Regions from separate parts of the Zea mays genome. Here regions 1 and 3 are each linked to region 2. A link is a contact called in public Hi-C data. All regions are on one chromosome and are shown on one strand. The core of a region is the stretch at or near the end of the contact, and the rest is flanking DNA. Distances in the headings are between cores, read along the strand shown. Region 1 has its middle 67 kb from the start of LOC103651348. Region 2 holds the start of LOC100217051 (Splicing factor SF3a60-like protein). Region 3 holds the start of LOC103651348 (glutamate synthase 1 [NADH], chloroplastic).

Region 1 (2,893 bases), core at 60-2,559, 150 kb before region 2:
GACGGACTTTGCTGCTAGACAAGAAATGGGATTTGGCTGCTGATGCAGATCGCTGGAATCGCTCCTTTGCTGGCTTGCTGCTGATGTAGATCGAAATGGGATTTGGCTTCCTTTATGGTGCGCAATCAGGGTGTGAACGAGAATATGTGGCGCATGAGGAACGACGCAGCGGCGGCGGCAGTGCGAACGGCGTGACGGAGGTAAAACGACAAATTCATTGGACATACTGTTTGGGCTAGAGCGCCTAATTCAACCGGACGGAGGGAGTAGTTGTCTTCAGCTTATTATTACCGTGCACGTCTGCTAGTACTACTACCGTGCTTATCAGATCAGCTTCCCCCTCTCCTCGAACGAAAGAGCATCTCCTACACGTTCTGACGCACGTCTTTTCGCGAATTCTGTGATGGCCGGCAAATGGAGATAACGTGATCGGCTCTCTCTCTGACTCTTTCTCTTCCCAGACAGAGACGTTAGAAAGGTACTGTTGCCGTGCTGAAAACGAAACTGGCTGCCCCCGCGCCACGTATGTCACCTGGTTAGAGTAAAGTTTACCACCTCGCTCGCAGGAAGGACAAGTGGCGCTTTGCTTCGCGTGGCTGGCTCTCAGTCTCTCACTCTGTCACTCAGACACTCACTCACCCAGCCAGGCACGACGCTCCCCTTTTCTTTAGTCATCTACTCATCCCCAAGTCAAAGGCTCCTGGTTGGACGCCCACTGCCTAGCTAGCTACTCCAATTATTGCCGCGTTTAACCGAGCAACGCACTCATGAGTCATGACTGCATGCGCAGCTGTGTTTTTGTTTTCCCTCGTGGTGGAGAAGGGTCAGGTACGTCGCGACCTGGCAACGCCGACCGCATCCCGCCGCCAGCAGTTTTCGCCTCGTCTCCCGGGGTGCACTGTAGCGCCCACGGGGAGACCCGCCGCCGTCTCCGTTGCATCATTTGCCCGTGGCGCTGCTTTCCGCGCATCATATGGAGCAAGTAAAACTAACCGTGGGTAGGGACATGCACAGACCGTAGCGCGTGCGTGGAAACAAACAAACAAACAAAAACCAGGAGAGCACGGGGGGGGGGGGGGGGGGGGGGGGGGGGGGGGGCAGGCAGTGGAGGACCGGAGGAGGCCTGATCGTGACCGGAAGGAGGAGGGCTCGTCGGAGTCGCGGCCGCTCTCCGCGACCCATTCCGACGCCCAAGGGACGCCGCCGCACGTCCCTTTCGCGCGCGCGGACCCGATGCGTTGCGTGCGTTGTGCCGGGTCCTCCTCCCGTCCTCCGGCCGGCCGTGGCGATGCCGAGGCCCTAGTCGTCCTACCTCGTCGCTGCTCCCAGCTTACGGCCCACGGCCCACGGCCCACGGCCCACGGCCCACGGCCCGCAGCCGTGTCCCATTACAAAAACGAAGCGGGCTCGTGTCATGGTGTGGCGCCTCGCCATCTTGGCACGGTGTGTTTTTTTAAAACTTCTCTTTCTAAGCAAGCACGCGATGGAATGGAAATGTTGTAGTGTAATGAAAACGAGTTCGAGTGAATGAAAATAACATCCACTGTTTGTTATTGCAGGGAGACTATATATATACACATGTAGGGGTGCAAGCCAAAGGGCATATATGTCCCTTGGCGAGATAAGTGTCACCCCCTAGAGAATTGAGCAAATGTTTATTTTCTAACACACATGTGACCATCGAGTAGATGCGTCAATCAATACCATGAAGTATCTGAATGGTTCAGAAGTTGGTGTAATTGGTCCACAAATATCTTCTTGAATTCTTCCTAGATTTTTTTGTTGTTCAACTTTAATTTTAAGATGTGTTGGTTTCAAAATCATTTTCCCAGTTGCACATACTGTGCAAATAAAATCTTTCGATTTAAGAAAAAAAAATTGTTGTGGGCAAATTATGACCAATATAATTGCATGTAATTTATCTCATCATCCCTATACCTTGATGACCAAGTGGATCATGCCATATCTGGAATGGATCAACATCTTCAAAAAAATCACTTTATATGCAACATGTGCAATGGACTTTATGTATGTATAGTACAACTCAAACGTGAGTGATGAAATTTTATCACATGTATCTGTCATATCTGTTCGGCTTAATAAAAAAGAGAAACTCTTCTTGATTTTGTATGCAGACTTAAAAGAATGCAAAAAAAAAAACAAAAGCAAGTAAAGATATGTGAATTATAAATGTAAAAACAAAAATAATTCACGAACAAGTCTATCATATTTAGGGATGGCAACGGGGAATTCTCCGTCATGTTTTAGCTCCCCATACTCGTCCCCGCAATGAAAAAAGTTCGCCACGGGGATCCCCACGAACTCTTGCGGGGGCATTTCTTCCCCATCCTCGTTCCCCGCGGGGATAAATCCCATCGGGGATTTCCGTCACGCTTAAATTATAATCAGAACATATTTTCTTTGTTATTATTGTAAAACATTATCACTTATACACCTTGCTAGATGAGCGCGACGAGTTGAGATCCAGGTTTACCTTGTTAGATGCGTACAACTTGTCCTGGTTTGCAAATTGAGCTACCAGAGAGAGAAACACTATGATAGCCTTGCTTGAGAAGTCTAGCTTAGTGAGTGCCCCTGCACTTGCACAGTGTGCGCTTTGTGAGGGTTTGCAATATGCTCTTGAGTCCTACAGACACGATAGGACCCGGATCAAGGAAGAAAACACATACATTCGATCGGTCTCGAGCTGGGCGTCGTGTAGTGAGTTCCAATTGGGCATGATGGTTAGACAGTTCAAGAGGGGAACTGGTGGACCGTGGTTAGGCTTTGTTGCTCAATATGAGAGTGTCGCTTGTTTTAGAAAGGTCGGCGAGTGTAGTGGGTCAAAACATTCAGAGAACCCATAAGCTGCTCCCAAGTTTATCAAAATCAC
Region 2 (2,727 bases), core at 218-2,717:
AATGCTAGCAGGAAGAGCTAGAGGGCGAGGGCTCGCTGGGCAGAGAAAGCAAGGGAGACTGACCCTAAAGCCAAGCTGGGTCAGGGTAAGAAGCGTGCGACCTCCTGGCAGCTACTTGGGCCGCACCAAAGAAACACAGCACACGCAACCTATGTCGTCGTCACGGCTTACACATTTTTATGACCATACCTGCCAGCCAACATAGCTTCTACCGGCTTATAAGTATTCCTTCTTCAGAGAAAGCAATCGTGGTCAAATGCTCCTGCCAGTGTCAAATTGAGGCAACTTTTTGCGCGAGTAGACGTGGGTCCGGTGTGTGCAAAACTAAGGGTGGCTGTCATGTGGGCGCCCGTAGTCTGCAATGTGGGCCCAACGTCCGGAGTGTGTGATGGTTTGCACGATAGAAATGGGAATGGGGGATTTTGTCACATGGGACCGGAGTGCCCCAAGTCAGGAGTTGCTCGACGTCCCGCGTCACAAAATGTGATGGTTTGCCGGACAGCAGCGGCGGAGGAGCCATTATGGTTTAGTGTGGCATCAGCCATACCTTACTTTTAATAACTCTCATATCTTCTACTATAACAACAAAATAAGACGTGGTGTGGTGGATATTGTGTCTCTAATCTAGCAGCAGGTCTTGAGTTTGATTCACAATTCTTACAGATTTTATTTTTTATTGTCGGACAGGGATAAGGGCAAAACAGGAAATAAAAAAAAAGACAAAACAACAGGCTACCCTTATCGCCTTAATAAGTAGTAGAGATAGAGATAACATAAAAGAATCATACTTTAAGTGTTTAACACCACAAAACCAAAACCTTTATAATATTATTATCATATTATTGTCCTAGCTTATAATTTTCAATATTAAATTGAATAACCAAATATGTAGTATCTTACAGATTTACAAACCCCTATTATAAAAAGATAGTAACAAGCATCATTATAAATGAATTCATCATCCATTCCACAAATATTTAACATTTCATTGCACAACACTAACATCACATGATGCTAAAAAACAAAGTTCACAAAACCATAACCAATAATCAAGTGTTAAATATGTAATGTAGGTATATAGCCATATAATATTGCAATAATGCAAATATTTAAGCACGTGACGTATCCACACGTATCCATGTCATAGATCATAACTACGAGAAGACAAGACTATGAAAGATGAGACGATATCAACAACTAGACAAAACTTGTGCTGTGACTTGACTCGTTTGGCTCGCAAGCTAACCCGAGCTGGCTCATTAGAGAACCGAGCTAGAATGCTAGCTGGGCTCACTATAAAATTAAAATAAGCCGAGTCAAACTAACCTACTAACAAGTCAAGTCGAACGAGTTATCTAGTCGACATAGAGCACTTAAGCCGATGTCTAATTTATTTTTTATTATTTTCGAAACATTTATCTTGTTTTTGGGTTACGTGAAGCTTCAGTTCTCCTCCCAGACGGGCCCAAATCTATCGCAAACAGGCCTCGTCTCGTCCTCGTCCTCGTCCGCCGCCAAATCGAACCCCCCCAAACCCTAGCTACCCGGCGCAACGTCCCCTTCCCGCCTCTCCGCGGCGCTGCGTGACACCCGGCCTCCGCTACGAAACACCGGGGCGGGTGTAGCCTAGCGGGCGGGCCATGGCGTCAACGGTGCTGGAGGCGACGCGGGCGGCCCATGAGGATCTGGAGAGGCTGGAGCGGCTCGCGGTGAGCGAGCTGCAACGGGAGCCCGCTAACCCGCGTGACCGCCTCTTTCAGTCCCACCGCGTCCGCCACATGCTCGACCTCGTCGTCTCCACCTCCGGCAAGCTCGTACGTGCCATTCTTCTGCTTCTAAGGATTCACGACTCCATCCACTTCACTTCAGTGATTCGTTTTGCTTAGCTGGGTCAGGTTCGAACACGGTCGATAGGATTGATATTTGCAGTTGTTTCTGTCGATTTCGGATGCTTGTTTAGGGTTGGCTTCTGAGTGTATGAGGAATTACAGATCCGTCTTCCTGGCAAATTCTTATTACATATCAATCATGTTATGTTTATCTCTGAATTCGATCTGTGTAGATGGATTTTGTGCTCTTATTTTTACTGTAGTTGGCAGTGGCACTGCCTGATTAGTGTTGTTCACCGGAGGTTTTGGCTAGTGTTATTTCTGTACCGTTCTGTCCCCTTCATTCTCTTTTGGTCTGAGTCAGTAGTTGACCTTTAGAAATCTTAATTTTGCTGTCCAGCGACGATCTCACTTTTGCTCTGGTGCTTGTAACTTGTTTAGGTGGAAATTTACGAGGACAAGGACAATGCTAGGAAGGATGAGATCAACACTCATCTTACTGCACCCACGCAAAGTGGACTGTTTAGCAAGTACTATGAAAGGCTCAAAGAGGTACCTTACCTATCTGCTTGCTTGGATGTGACAAAAGTGAAATAGATGCCAGTACTCATTACTCATTCACCAAAGGTCATGATGATGCTTATCATGTTCTTTTTAGTCGAGTTCTTCTCCGCTTTTAAGAAAACAGTAATGTACGGCACAAACTATATGGCTGGAGGTACCAGTTTGCAAACACAAACAAAAGCAAACAAGAAAGAATTGTCCTGTTACAATGAAACTAAAGCTCTGTAATGTTCGGGACAGGAATAGGTGAAGGCCTGAAGTTGTCCATCCAGTTCCAAGTGATCTTATCCACTCTAATGTGGTCTTTTGGTTTTAGTAGTTGTAGCTCCATCTA
Region 3 (2,818 bases), core at 194-2,693, 220 kb before region 2:
CCTCACCACCTCGGCGTCGCGTGCCGCCGCGTGGGGCGCCCGCGGAGCGACGCGCTCCTCGGTGCGGTGCACGCGGCCAAGGAATCCGCTGCCCTCGAGGGAAACGCCACCGTAGGCTTGCCAGCCCGAACGGTACGGCGCCGCCACGGGGCGGCCGCGTCGGGCCCAACGACCTGCGCCCAGCGGCGCCGACCTCAACGCTGTCCCTTGCGCCGTCGACATGGCTGAACAGCAAGCCTCGCAACCTGTCATGCAACAGTCAAACAACGACGAACATCAGATGGTGTTCGCTTAGCTGTTCATCGATCTACAACACCACGCGGGGGAAAAGGGAACCAGAAATGCGTGAAAAAACATATTTAAAAAGCACCCGAAAAAACAAGCAGAAAGCTCAAGGCTGTCCCCTTCGGGCTTCGGCCCTTCCCTACGCCCACATGTCAACACCATAGGCATCCAGAAAAGAGCGTGCGACCCACTCCGCAGCGTAACAGAGCACTCCCGAAAAGAATTACGAAGAAAACGCCTCAGCGGCGGAAACACACGCAGGGATGAACAGATCTACCAACCCCACGCACGGCGGTGCGGATTCCTCCGCCGCCGCCGCGACACAGCAGATTCACGAAGCAGCGCACGGACGGACGCAGAATCAAACATCAACGGATCGAAATAAATAAAAGCAACGAGACGGCCGCGTATGCCACCAACCACGCACGCACGCTACAGCCGAACCAAACCGCCAAGTTGCCAAATCCCGTCGGCTTTTTTTAGCGTCTCGCGGGTCACGGCAAGAGGGTGCAGCGAGCGGATACCTCTCTCTCCGTCTAGCCGCACGGAACCGGTGGCTGCGGGCTCACGACCGCGTTGTGGCTCCGCCCTTTTCTCCGCCGCTACCTTCGCGACTCACGCCCGGGGATCGGTGTCTTAGATTTTGGCTGCTCACTTCCCCACGCTTATCCCCGGCGGCGGCTCGGCGAGGAGGGGATCGGTGTTGTGGGTTGGTGGGAGCGGAGTGCCGCCTCTGTCGCGGCCTCGCGGGATGCCCTGCCTGCCGAGCGTCGCTCGCCTTCCTTGACCTCTCCCCCGGATTGTACAGGGCGTTGGGGAGCATTCGGCGCCTCTGCATTTATAGAGGGGAGGAGCGAGGGAGGGTGGCGGTGAGCTCGCCCTCACCGCGCCTAGCTGCCAACCCCGCTCTCCTCGTCTCGCGTGGCGTCCCCACGCACGCATACGGCCCCACTGATTATATTTTCGCCCCCAATCTTCTCACAAATTTTGTTTCCCTTTTTTTGGTTTTCTCTGTTTATTTGGTTATTTTAAGAGTTTTGTTGTTGTTAGGTGAGGCTATCTCAGCCATATTTCGTATGGGTCCCTACAAGAAACAGGATTCCGTTGTACCCCTTGCCTGTATGGTGCTTTTTTGGTGTACAAAAATGGAAACGTGTTAGCAAATCATACTAAATAGATAGCATTTGTCTGAATATCTTTCCGGCGGAACACATTTACTGTGACATATTCTGCATACGATTTTAATAATTAATTTAGTGAATGGTGTTCTTGCTTAGCGATTTATTTGCCGGTCAATATTATATATCCAACTAATTCTTTGTCTATCAACTAGTTGCAAGAACTCGTACAAATGAACCATACTTGAAATAACTACTTCGTGTCAATGAAATCTCAGTGTCAATGTGTAAGGTGATGTGTATGCATCCATGCAAATAGTTAGATATTTTTTAGTTTGAGTAAAGTTCAAGGTCTCTTCATTTCGCAACTTTCCCCCTCTATACCCTATATACATTATGTACACTATTGAAGTTTCCTCACTTGTGGTCCCTTTTGATTTGGCAAAACATGTCGCCTCTCTCACAATGAACACGAGAACCAAAAAAGAAGAGGCATCCTAGAAAAAGGTTAGAGGAAGAGCAATAAGAGGATCCCAAACTTATCACCTCTTAGTTGGCACTATTGAGGAAAGGAGGATACAACATCGCATTCTATCTTATTGCACAAATCACGCGTGAGTGTGACGTGGACGGCATGTATCCTCTAGTGATACGCATCTTATGCGTGAAGGGAAGGCGATGACACGACAAAAATCCCCGCTTACACGAGGTGAGCAATTGCACCGCCGCCTAATTCATAGGTTAATTCCCTTTTTTCTTCTCATTGCACTAATTCCTACTTAAGCTCATCTTTTGCATTGGCATAGATAACTGAGAGGTACATCTATATTTTTTTGAAATATTTCACGCATTTTTTTATATTTGCAAACATGAGACAGACCATCGGAGAAGCAAATAGTATAGGAACATTAGATATGTTCTTGCATTCTTGTGATGTGTTTCACTTGAACAAACTGATAAACAATTAAAAAAATTTATTTACACGCACGGGACATTTTTAAAACCTGTTTCAAGAAGTGGGGTTTGTTATGTGAAACCAATACACTTCTACACAAAAAAACAAGGGACATGAAGATCGATCTTTATTCAAGTATATAAATCACTAGGGTTAATAAAAAAAACTACCATGCAATCTTTCGGATTAGACAAATAATATAAGAAACTATGGACACTAGAAGCCAAAATTGACGAACGTCGGAAACAAAGGGAGTATAGTAGAGGGAGGGAGTACGGGAGGTGAAATGCCTTCGAAAGAATCTTTTTGGCCTGAAATATAAAATCAGGAGACGGTTACAATTTTGCACTCTTCCGTCTGCATTTAGCGGCAGTGCGGGCCCACGGCCAGATCAGACACGACGGGGACTCGTGCTGTCCACAGTCGCTGCCTAGCATACTGTTGTTAGCAAAAACAGCAG

Evidence for each region. A called contact is a pair of places that touch in the nucleus more often than the background predicts.
Region 1: a Hi-C map of tassel shows a contact between it and region 2, with 2.6 times the contacts expected there. The contact joins the enhancer-like site here to the promoter of LOC100217051 in region 2. A contact is called at or near these places in 2 of 25 Hi-C or Micro-C datasets (ear and tassel).
Region 3: a Hi-C map of ear shows a contact between it and region 2, with 2.6 times the contacts expected there. The contact joins the promoter of LOC103651348 here to the promoter of LOC100217051 in region 2. A contact is called at or near these places in 6 of 25 Hi-C or Micro-C datasets (ear, endosperm, leaf and 1 more).

Annotation. Positions count from the first base shown.
Region 1 is chr3:213,838,442-213,841,334 of Zm-B73-REFERENCE-NAM-5.0, reverse strand. No RefSeq gene overlaps it. Among protein-coding and RNA genes, the nearest start is that of LOC103651348, 67 kb to the left of the region's middle. Within about 2 kb of position 1,309, at least 20 of the 20 cell types and tissues checked have an H3K27ac peak or open chromatin away from gene starts, as enhancers often do. A contact at or near this core is called in ear and tassel, where this site is marked.
Region 2 is chr3:213,688,177-213,690,903 of Zm-B73-REFERENCE-NAM-5.0, reverse strand. It overlaps LOC100217051 (Splicing factor SF3a60-like protein), which reads left to right and starts at 1,467. Exons shown (of 12, transcript NM_001143423.1): 1 at 1,467-1,814; 2 at 2,271-2,381. The coding sequence starts at 1,641.
Region 3 is chr3:213,905,090-213,907,907 of Zm-B73-REFERENCE-NAM-5.0, reverse strand. It overlaps LOC103651348 (glutamate synthase 1 [NADH], chloroplastic), which reads right to left and starts at 1,443. Exons shown (of 23, transcript XM_008676969.3): 1 at 810-1,443; 2 at 1-245. The coding sequence starts at 222.